Linked DNA regions of Anas platyrhynchos: region 1 is linked to region 2. Evidence: chromatin contacts called from public Hi-C data. All regions are on one chromosome and are shown on one strand. Each heading gives the region's core, a stretch centred on a gene start, on an enhancer-like site or on the middle of the called end of the contact. The rest is flanking DNA. Distances are from core to core; before and after follow the strand shown. Region 1 overlaps LOC101799014 (serine protease inhibitor Kazal-type 5). Region 2 holds the start of LOC101798824 (ovoinhibitor).

Region 1 (5,873 bases), core at 493-2,992, 38 kb before region 2:
GGGGACAGTAGAATGAACCCCAGGCTCAGCTCCAGGGAAGGTTGTGTCTTACCCTAACCATTGACTCATTCTGTGGCCGATGGCAAATCTTGCCTTTCTTCATAGTTCCTCTGATAGAGGACGCTACTTGTGACAGCCTCTCCAGGCTATAGGAAAAACTACTCAGTTGGTGTAAAGCCCCTAGGTGGTGTTGGCCAAACTGTTCCCTAAATGGCAGGTGTGCCCTAATGGAAGGGCAGCACCTGGGGCTCTGGGTGAGATTTAAGTCAGAGGTGGAAAGCTGATGAGAGAGCACCTGCACAGACAGCCATTATTGCGGGAGGGATAGCTTAATTCCAGTTAGGTCCTAAAGCAGAAGTCAGTGCAGTAAGGCACTGCAAAACCATAGCTCTTAAGCTAGGACAGTTGTCTGCTGAAAAGGGACAGGTTGCTTATTTTCTTGTCGCTCCATTGCTTATATCCTCTGCTTGCTAAGTATGCCCTGTCATTTACAATGCAAATGACCTGATTTGAATGGTCTAGTTAAATCTTGGAGCTATGCTGATGAAAGACAGCACAAGAATATGACCATGCAAAGCATCTTTTCACTTAGGTTCACTTAATCTGGTAAATGCTGGGGCTAGAAGTGAAAAATGAAACTCACAGAGAAGTCAAGTTCACAGATGTCCTGGAGTTATTCTAGCATCTGGAGAGCTGTTCTTTATTCAGATCAGGGGCACTCACTTTCCCACATCTCTTCAGTTTCCTCTTTGTTTTTTTGATGCTTTTGAGAGCTGTGTTTAGTCTTGCTTATTAATCCTGTTTGCTGCAGTGATGCCACAGGGAGCCACTGCCGCTGGCATGAAGAGCTTTCAGTCTAATTTGAAACAAGATGTAACAAGGGAACACAACCCAGAGTGGGAGGCAGAGGGTGTAATGAGATCCCAGGTTTGATAGCCTGCGTGTTGCACAACATGGTGTGTTTGAGCGCCTTGTTTGCAAACTTTGGGTGTCTTTTCTAAATTTTAGGGAATAATATCAACCTGAAGGTCAAGAGCAATACGAAAAGAGTAACCGTGTTTTGGTTTCAACTGGCCCTGAACTATTAATTTGCCTGTATTTTTGGAGACAGAGAAGTGCAGCAGAAGTGTTTTTAGATCTAGGGCACAAAGAGTTCAAGAGTGGTGCTTATGGGAGAAATTACCAAAAGGAGCTTCCAAGGCCACCAGTGTAGCTGAATTTGAGTAGTATGATGCAGAATGAAGCAAGAGTAGCCAAGGCAAGAGGCTGCAGCTCTGGGAAACTTTAAAGGTGAGGAGGGCAGCACACTGGTTTTAATGAGAACGCAGGGAGTTATTAAAGGAAGGATGAGGAATAAGCAAGGATGGATCTCATCAGCTGCTTTTAAAATGTAGGACGTGGGAAAACTGGGGGGAAAGTGTTGGCATGCATCCCAGGCTGCACTGATTTATTTTTAAGCAAGGAATCTATCATTATGAGATGCAGAGACTTAGAGCAGCTGTTCTCAGTACAGGGATGCGAAAGTCCTTCGGCATCCTGGGAGTGAAGTGAAAGTGGATCTTTCGTCTCACTCTTTATTCCTCCACAGTAAAAGTTGATGAGTCCTTCCCTGTCGAAAGTGAAGTGCCAAATATTTCCCTTTGATTTATTCCTTTTACAACTAGCTTCCCTCTGCCCTTGCGGCTTGTTCTGGTTGAAAATGTCTGCAGTTGCCATAGTTCTGGGGATTTGGCAATGGTGGTGACTCATGAGGTTCAACCTTGTCAGCTCAGGGCAGCCTGCCAGCAAGAAGGCCCTCGGAACTCGGAGTCAGGAAGCAGGGGTTGCTTCAGGAGCTGTTGTACTCTTGAAGGGTGTCTTTGGGCTCCCCCCTTCAACCTGTAAAACAGGTGCAAGTGGAATTGCAGCAGGAGGGGATGCTGAGAGCTCCCTTTGGTGGAGGACAAGGCCCAAGTTTGCCAGCAGAGACCACCTAGGGCAGATCTGATGGGCTTTAGGGTTAGATCCTCATATCTCTTTCCAACCTTGGTGGTTGGAGCTCAGGTAAAAGCAGAGTGTATGATGTTGGCAGGTGGCAGAGAGAAGGTGCTGGGCCGTAGCTGTTGGCTCTGCTCTGGCTCCCAGTCCGGCAGTATTTTGCCTGGATGCTGGGTTCAGTTCTCCCAGACACCAGGCGAAGAGATTATTTCTACCATGCATAAAAAGATTGCAGGGTTTGGCATCTGCTTTGAGGCTTTCGCTGGCAGGCTTAGTAAAGAGGCTTAGGACTGCTCAACCCAGGGAAGTAAATCTGCTGCATCTCTCCTCACATAATGGAGAGCAGGCTTCAAAGGAGGACGAAAACCTTTGCTTTGTAGCCTGTGTACGTGTTTGGTCTCGCTGATCCTCAACCTTGTCTCTTTGCACTGGTGTAACAGTGGGGAAAAGAAATAGAAACCGATATGTCTAGGAATAGATCCGGTGGGTGGGACACCTCCAGTGCTGGCTGGGGGAGGTTCTTCAAAGAGCGGGGATGTCTGTCTCCTCCTGGGCTGCGGGCTGCCGAGGGGCAGGGCTGCGGCGCTGCACTCACCTGCATCGCACGCGGCCGCCCGAGGGGGATTTTTATGGAGCAATCATGGTAATTAGCGAGCACAAGTTTTTCCACGTACCAAACATTGTCGAGGGCAGTCATTCAGCCCTGTGCTTGTTATTGCACTGAGTGTTGGGCAGGAGTGTCTTGGGAATTTGTCACATCCCAAGGAGGAGGGGGGGGGGAGCCCCATCAAAGTGTCCTCGACTTGCTGATGTTGGCTTGCCACCCTGAAACAAAGGGCTGATGAAATAGCATTAGCCAAGCTGGTCGCTAATGAGGGCAGAACATCTGGAGCCAGGATTTGTTTATACCTCTTTGTTTTGTCATTGTTGGGGAGACAGAAGAGGAAGTGTCACTCAGAATATAAATCGTGACATTCAAACAAAGGGCTGACATCTGGGTGTGATTTTGGACTTCATGTGTGCGGGATCTCCTGAGGTTTAAGCCCAAAATTTTAGCCCAAGATGTTGGCAGTCCATTCTGTTTTCAGAAGGTTTAGTGTCACTTCAGGACAGGGACTAAGGAGGCATCCCAACCTCCAGGCTGCAGCTGGCATGTGCTGAAACCTGGGAATGTCCGCATCAACTCCGACGCTTCAGCAGCTGGGGAGAGCAAACCCCAAACCTGGGTGCTGGTCTGACCATGGCTGGTTGTGGATATTGAGGGGAGTAAACAGGGCGAGCACAAAGCAATTCTTCCTGTGATAAAGCTTCCTGTGGCTTGGGGACTCACCAGCCAGAGGCTGCATCTCCATCATCATCATATTTAATAGCCACTGATGGACCAGTCCATGAGTTTAATTGACTTTTGACTCCCTTGATGTGTTTGGCATCCACAACATCCTGAGGCAATGAGTTCCACAATGCAATTAGATTGTATGGGAAGGGGGGAAAAAACTTCCTTTTGTTTGTTTAAACCCACTATACGATAATTTCATTTGCTATCATTTGTTTTGAGTGCTGTGAGTAATCTTAGACATCTCCTGTTCATTTTCTCTGGGCATTCCTTATTTTAGACTGTCATACTCCTATTCTCTTTGTAGCCTGCCTTCCACTATAGGTGTTCTGGTAATCTTAATTCTTCTCTGGACAAAAGCCCTTCCTACCTCTGTTCCTCTGGGTGGCCAGGGCGGGGGCTTTCTGCAGCTTCCTACAGCCCTGCTGTAGGAAGCTGCAGAATTATCATAGTAATAATTTTCTCCCTCTTAATGGTTCCAATCAGGTGCTAGATCTTTCTGGTTGCTGAACTCTGGCCTGATGTCTTCTTGTGGCCTTACCTACAATATCTCCATGATACACCCCTGAGGGAGCTCTAATAGGCAGCTAGAGTATAGCTTGCTAATTTCCCCTTCTACATCTTTCAATACTGAAATTCGTCTGCCATTTTCTTGTCCAGCCACTGTGTCATGAGTGACTTATGCTTTTCTCTTGGGTGATTTGGAGCTTTGAACTTTTCTGAATCATTCCAATAGTCCCCTTGCTAATCCCCTTTTCCGAGTCATTTATAATAACTTGAGCTGCAGAGATTCCTGTTGGGTCCCACCCCCACTGGGACAGCTGTCCTGTCATTACTGCTTTCTTTTTTAACCACTTCTTAACTCACAGAAGCTTTTCCTTTACTCTATGGTACCTTAGTTTCCTAAGAAGCCTTTAGAGGAGGGATCTCAAGATTGGATTAGAAGTAAAAGTCAGTTGTGTCAAACAATGCCATTGTCCATGCTTGGTGGAACTCTCATGTATGACAAGACAGGACTTTCCTCCCCAAAACCTGTCATGAGTCTTCCCTGGTCTGTCCTTTCTCTGTCCTTACTGCATTATTCTGTTTGTATGAGCTTTTCTCCCTTTACTGCAAAGTGCACTGCAGAGCTTGGGCTGGATGATCATTTTTTGAGTTCCTTGAGTGCTGCTGAAGGACTTAGTCCCTGTGTGTGACCCCGTGTTAATGGGATTTATCCATTTATTGTGAATAAAGAAGTTAATTCAGCTGTTCTGCTATGGTGTTATCTTCCTTGGAGGCTCCCTTCGCCCTCTGATCATGGACACTCAAATTTGTTATTAGTGCCTGTGACTTGAAAAGTTCTGCTCAGAATATTTGTAGTATATTTTGGCACAGCAGAAGGCTTTATATTTTAGATTGTTTTTAATTCCATTATTTGGACAGTACTTCTTAGCCTTGTCTTAGTGCTGTTTGTACCATTTTCTGCTAAGCACACTAACTTTTCTAGAAAAAAAAATCCCTTCGGAGATATGTACTTACACTAATCATTTCTTCAAATGGTCTTCTTGCCTCTGGGGCATGTTTTTTCCCTATTGACTCTTCCTTTCTAACTTACTTTAAACAAGTGTCTGTATTCTCAGGCAGCTTCCTGTTCTTAAGTGAAGTTTACAGTAGCAGGGTTGTAAGGCCTCTTCAGGACTGTTGGTTTTGAGCATGTCACCAGTGGCTCCTTGCTTCTTGAAATCTAAAGAAGTGGTGCTCCTGGGTGCTGCTCAGAACATGATGAAGAAGTGACTTAATGCTTCAGAGGTCACTAATTGCTGCTGGAGGAGCAATAGCTTCCGTTCTTAAACTTTGACATCTTTCTGTCCTGTTACTTACACCATCTGTATGCGAAGATGGATATCTTCCATTGCTTGTGCTTGCTTCCTGATATTTCCATCACAGCCTCATCTGAAGTTTCATGGTCATTGCCCTGTTCTGGATGGATGATGGGATAACTACTTAATATTATAATGTCCGGGCATGGGACTGCAATCCTAGGGACTCTGGCACTTGTTGATACAGTTAACTTGGTTGTGCTCTTTGATCGGCTCTCCTTTAATGTACAGCTCAGCTCCTCCACCTGCCCAGCCTACTCCCATTCCTGTATAATTTGTTGCCACTCATTACCATGTCCCGCTGCTTATCTTCCTTCCACCAGATTTCTAAGGTGCTGGTTATGTTAATAGTCCCATCTGAAATCAGGGCACTGCTGTTCACTCATCCTGCTTTTAGACCATTGGCACTGGGATAGAAATGCGTACATGGTGTTGTCTTATTCTGTTCCCTGGCTCTGCATGCCTGAGAGGGCTGTTGTCTGCTGGGGCTGCAGTCTGCTGTTTCCTCCCTGACTGTTTTTGGCAACTCTCCTATCCTTTTATTCAAGGATGCAAAATTTTCATGACTTCTCCACTGGAGACTGCATTTTCCCAAACCACATGTCTTGTCAAACTCTTGGCTCTCCTACAATATTTAGTTTAAAAGACCTTCTTTATGTGCCAGCAGCCTTGATCTATTTTCATTTGGATTTAATATTTAG
Region 2 (6,030 bases), core at 2,326-4,825:
ATCAGTGCACTTGAAAGTGCTTGTAGTGATTTCAAGCATTCAGATTTTGAAATAATCACCCATAAAACCTGCATTAATTGTGTTCCAAAACCAATGAACTGATGAGGAGGGTGCCCTACTAGCCTCTTCTGCCAGGGCTTGAGCACCTTCTGAATTTCTCCTGCTACCAGCAGAAATGATCATTCACAGAAATCATAGCTGGCAATAAGGGTTTATTAATCAGATTACAAAACTGCTAAGAAGGCCCACGGCAGTGACTTGCTAAATCTGCCTTTGCTGTTGTTAGTGAGCCTACCAGAGGTAGCAATGGCAACTCTTTCTTGCTTTCAGCAGCCCTCCTCCTTGTCATTCAGCCTCCCTTTGCAGATCAGTCCAAGGACTTACGGACCCCAGTAGCACCATATGCAGCAGAGCTCCAGGTGGGACTCCACATGAGTGATGCCAGGTGTTATTTCCATGGGGGTCCTAGGGAGAAGGAGGCAAAAACCTCAAGAGGTGTTATGAATATATCACTCTCTCCTTTTATTTTGCTCTTGGTTACCCTTGGTGTTGCCCTCTAATGCTGTAATGAGACCTAAAGAGCTCTCGATGAACCTGGAAAGGTACTAATACTCTGGGACATCTTCATTTTGCTGTAAATTGCATGTTATTGAGGGTGTCTTACTGCCAGTGGGCACGGCCCCCATGTGGTTCACAGCATTTCCTGAAGCTTGGCAGGACTGGCACTACAAATTGGCAGCTCTAGGCTGTTCACGAGTCTCCTGCCTTCTCGCACAGCTTTTCCTCGAGTTCTCCCAAACATTGCCGGGGTTTTGAGCTCAATTGCTCCCTGCAGGGGCCTTGAGCCACTTGCTTTTTTTTGCATGGAAGGTGTCAGGTACTTACATAACCCGAAGGGACATGCAAATGCTGCTCTGGCTTTATACTGAGGACTGTTGACTCTGGCAGAACCCTTCGCAGACCTTGTACTCCTGTGCTGTTTCCCAATCCCCTGCAGCCTGTCCTTTTGGAGCCTGGCAGTGCTGCCCACCACCTCTCATGGCCACCACAGCAGCAGGGCCTCTGCATGAGCCTCATGCCAGTCTGCAGGAGGGCTTCTGTTGCAGAGCCGTCTCTTCTGACTGCCTGGGTGTCCCCCTGATGCTGTACCCTCCAAGCAACTGCTGTGTATGGGTTTCAGCCTTATCTCCCTTGATTATCACAGGCTGTGCTCCATGGCCCACCTGCTTTGTCTCAGGGACTGGTGAATGGGCCTCTCCTCTCTTTAAGGTTCCTATTTAGCACCCATTGGCATACGCCTCCTGTCCTGCAAAGGTCTCCCTGGTACATGGAGCTCTTGTCCAGGCCCTGGGACATGCCCTGCTCCTGTATGCTGCAGGGGTCCTCCTGCTGGCCAGCCATCCAACCAGGACTGCAGAACAAGACAGGGAGCTGGAAGAGCTCTCCAAAACTTTCCTCAAAATGAAGGTATGAGCAACTCCACTTGAGTGGGTCACTCAAAATAGTAAGATGTAGATGCAACATGTTGCAAGTTTAAAAAAAAAAAAACACCAAATACAACAGCAAACACGCATGAAAATTCACACTTTCCCTATATGCTGAAGGTCCTAAAAGAAATAGTTCAATGTTAGCACAGTTGTATTGCTATCTGCACTCTTGGTTTGTAGATAGGAAACAGAAAAAAATTCTGCATATATTTCTGAAAAACAGGTGGGTTGGCTTCATTGCCTTCTAGCCTCAAAGGAGTCACATTCTTTCTTGGCCCATGTGGGTGAACAAGCACTGCATTGCAGCTGAGGTGGGGGGTGGCAGACATAGGCTATGGCTGCGATGTTGTTTTCTAGATCCCAATTCCTCCTCTAGATCACTGACAGGTGTTTTTTATTTGCCCCTTTAATCCATCTCCTATTGCAAACATTCCCTGAATTTAATAACTTAGCTAGAAGACAATTGCTGTGATCTTGACAGAACATGCTGAGTCAATCTATTTTAACTGCAGATTTGGTTTGCAAATAATGTCTCCTCACCAATAAGGTTCAGGTGTCATCTTTGTGGACATTGGCAGGGATTTGCTTGACCGTGACAGCTTTTACAGAGTCTGGCAATTAAGTTGTCAAGTTGCATTTTCCTCTGACAGGCAGCATTAATTGATGATGGACTTGGCTTCAATAAGCACTGAGAAAGATAGATATTGTGATCAGGGTGAATAGAGGTCCTTACACTTGAGAGCTGTGTTGGTCCAAAGCTCTGGAGTCCTTGACACTTGGTGTTGTTGAGATAAGGGACAGGGCAGGAGATAGCTAGGCTGAATTTCGGGGAAGTAACGAAAGCAAGATATGTGAATAGAGACCTCTGTAACATCACTAGGCATCGACATAGCTGGAAATGTTGGTATCTGGGGAGGCTTTAACTTTGTAGATGCACACTGCAAACTACTACTGTTAGCAGAGCTTCTGGATATGAGGAGCAAACAGAATTTTTGATTAAGTAATCCCCCAAATCATGTCATTGTGGATTTGCTTTTCATGTGAAAAGGGTGTTGATGTCCTCCTCTTAGAAAAATAATACTGGGATGATTCAACCTGAGCTCACTCTGTTTAAATCATGCCAAAAATAGATTTGCAAATAAGGATTTTTACTACTGAGTACAGAATATGAAAGATTAAAACTTAGAAACTTGGAAAATCTAGGATCCCAACTGAGGAGACTTGTTTTGAGACCAATGTATAGAATTGACAAAAAATCTGCTTAAATAAAGGAGAAAAACATGTTCAGGACTGATCTAAGCTGCGTTACTTTAATGCTGGGCAAACCTTCAGCTGAAGCTTGAAGAAAACTAAAGACATGAAGTGTAAAGGAATGATTAATGTACACGATGAATGTGCCGGAAGGTAATCGTGTATGAGCTAATATCAATCTTTACAAAGTTGGCTGACTTCCTAGATAAGGGAAGTACAGTAGATCTAGTCTATCCAGACAGCAAAGCGTTTGACCTGTTGCCCTGTGGGATGGTGTCATTTAGGCTTGGCGAGGTGGGTCAGGAACGGGCAACAGGGGAGGTGGTAATATGTGAACAGAGGGTACGACAGGAGTTATCAGTGAACAGCCAAAAAGATGGATTTGGGGACCAAACGTCATGGTTTTGTTCCTTGCCTTAATACAGAGAAAGTTGGTACATGGAGCAGATCTCTTATGAGTCTTTTTTTTAAAGGCAGAAGAACAGGATTTCTTCCAGAGGGAATGGGGTAACCTTCTGGGCTGCAAGTGCCCAGGCTCAAACTGACGTGAAATGTAGTGGTGAAGGTGCAAAGTCATGCCCCAAGGTGAAATAGCTAGGGTTTTGTCTACCAGCTAGGAGCTTGGTTGAAAACTACAGCAGAGGAGAAAAATCTAATTGCACTTATTCCGTTGTAGGGCAAATGAGAGCCTGCACTGTGCTGGGGCAGATCCGGGAGCGGAGGGGCCTTGGCACGCTCTCTTGCTGGCTCCCCTCAAGCCACACAAAAGGCCCCTTCCTGGCATACGTGCCTGCGTCAATCATTAGCTAGAAATCCAGAGCTGGGTAAATACATTTTGGTTTCCCGTGTTGATGACGGATTGGGTGTTACATCATAAGGTGGGACCATTTGACATGACAGTTCGCTATATATTCCCACTCCTGCCTGTGCCCTTCCTCTCCCACACTGAGAGCGATCGGGCTGTAGTGGCACAGCTGCTGTCTGCCATGAAGACCACCAGGCTCTTTGTGAGAGTGGCTCTAGCCCTCTGCTGCTTCTTAGGTGAGTGTTTCCCATCCAATTGCATAGGTTGCTTTAGCTGAACCAGCAGCGGGGTGATCAGCAAAAGTATTGGGGTCTTGTAATGTGCAGGAGAGCCTTATTCCATGGAGGAATATTCTTCCTGAGAGTGTAGCAAAGAATTAAACTGAAAGAACCAAGTTTCAACAAACCTCATGCAGATAACTGCTTTCATCTTGGTTTATAGGAGGAAATTGCTGAGGCAGCAGTCTTAGTGCAGGGCAGGAGCTTGCATGTGGAACTGCTGGGTATAAGGGCAAAGCAAGGCTGTTTGCAATGGCATCCGTGTCCATGTGAGCAACATAAGTGCTAACTTTAATGGCTAGAATCACTCTGTGAACTTTTCTGTGCTGTTCCCAGTAACTGAGAAGTTTGTGTCTTGAGATGGGTAGTGCCAGTGATTGACAGCCATCTTAAATGCACGTCTGAGCTTCTCGAAATCAAATACAAAGTCTTTTAGAAGAGGTTAAACTCAGAGTGCAGAATTGAAAATGCCTATATCGCTTCCCTGTAATGTCTTAGGAACTGATTAATACATATGGTCTCCCCCATTCTATCTGCCATCAAAAGTGGAATAAAACTTTATTTAGTAACTTTTAATTCACCTTATGAGCACTTACTAACATAATGTAAGACTACATTTTCTTAAACCCAATAAACCAATCAACAAGTCACTGAATTTAATTGTTTCATAGGAAGATTTGCATGTCATCTCTGCACATCAATATATATATATATATTTATTTTCTGTCTCTACTTTTCTTTTAGATACTACCTTTGGAATTGAGGTAAGTTACAGATTTTTCCATTTATTCTGTTCTATTCTGAGCTTCTGGTAAAATAGAAACAGTATATAATTACCTGATGAGCAAGTGGATTAAATCTAATGAAATCCTGGCTGTTCAAATAATATTTGCCAGTGCATGATTGAATGATATTGCCAAATCATGAGAAAGTAAAACACCCCCCCCCATTTATACTATTTTCAGTTCATTAAGTAAAATGAAGAAAGCAAGAAGTAATTATACAATCCTATTAGAATAACTCTTAAATATAATTGAGTTACTCCGAGTCAAAGGGCAGTATATTACCTCCTCAAGAGGAAAGCTGTCTTAAGACGATATGCTTGAACGCATCAAAGACCATGATTCTGATATTTTTTCTATACATTAAGACCCGCAGTATTGTGTTCTTTTCTATCCCTATATTGGGTTGAGGAAAACAGCGGGGTCCGCGTGATGGATTTGTCTGCAGGTTCTTCCCACACAGTTATGAGACTCCTGTAACTCACCAGAGAGTGTAGCATGATTGGAAACGATCAGATTTGAGCTGAGGGACTCTGGCGTACGGCCAGGCTCCCAATTATCAGATGCCTTCATTAGGCACCGTCTCTCCCACAGCTATCCTTCCTCCGTGTCGTGCCTCCCCCGGCCCCCAGCAGGAAGGCGTAATCAAAAACTTCTGTAGAGAAGTTTCCCTGCTCCTGACAGCCTGAGCAGATTCAAAATGATACCTCTGGGTTTCCTCCCGGCTGGAGCTGCGGGCACTGCTGCGGGAGGTGGGAGGCTGCGTGGTTTGTCCTTTCTGGGCAGGAGCTGACCTTGGGGCCGATGTTGTGCTGCTTTCCCAGGTTGATTGCAGCCAGTATTCCAGCGGCATCGGCAAGGATGGGACCCTCTGGGTGGCCTGCCCAAGGAACCTGCAGCCAGTCTGCGGCACCGATGGCTCCACATACAGCAACGAGTGTGGGATCTGCCTCCACAACAGGTGAGATTTGCTGGAAACCCTGCAGAAGCAGCAAGGTAGGGGACTTGCGGTAAGGGTGGCAGCTTTGTCCCCCAGAGGTGGGCTGTGCAGAGGAACATGAATTAGCACCAAGGTGTTGACACTGCCAGCAGGGAGGTGACGACTGCTCTGCACAATTCCTGACACAGGTCTGCTTTCTTCTAGGGAGCACAGGACAAACGTAGAGAAGGACTATGATGGAGAGTGCAGGCCAGAGCACGTTACGGTAGGCATGACAGTAAGACAATGTCTTGCTCTGTTGTTGTCCATAAAGACTTAATTTTATTTAATTCTTTTTTCTATTTTTTTTTCTCTATTCCTACTCTTTTTACAGATTGATTGCAGCAAATTCCAGCGAACTGCAAAAGGTGGTGGTGTTCTGGTAGCCTGCCCAAGGATTCTGAAACCAGTCTGTGGCTCAGATAGCTTCACTTATGACAACGAATGT

Evidence for each region. A called contact is a pair of places that touch in the nucleus more often than the background predicts.
Region 1: a Hi-C map of skeletal muscle shows a contact between it and region 2, with 4 times the contacts expected there. The contact joins the enhancer-like site here to the promoter of LOC101798824 in region 2. A contact is called at or near these places in 2 of 8 Hi-C or Micro-C datasets (liver and skeletal muscle).

The regions. Positions count from the first base shown.
Region 1 is chr14:8,720,255-8,726,127 of IASCAAS_PekinDuck_T2T, reverse strand. All of the region lies in intron 2 of LOC101799014 (serine protease inhibitor Kazal-type 5), which reads left to right. Among named protein-coding and RNA genes, the nearest start is that of HRH2, 52 kb to the left of the region's middle. Within about 2 kb of position 1,742, at least 2 of the 8 cell types and tissues checked have an H3K27ac peak or open chromatin away from gene starts, as enhancers often do.
Region 2 is chr14:8,683,803-8,689,832 of IASCAAS_PekinDuck_T2T, reverse strand. LOC101798824 (ovoinhibitor) reads left to right here and starts at 3,575. Exons shown (of 16, transcript XM_005027913.6): 1 at 3,575-3,779; 2 at 4,566-4,585; 3 at 5,428-5,564; 4 at 5,748-5,808; 5 at 5,917-6,030. The coding sequence starts at 3,590.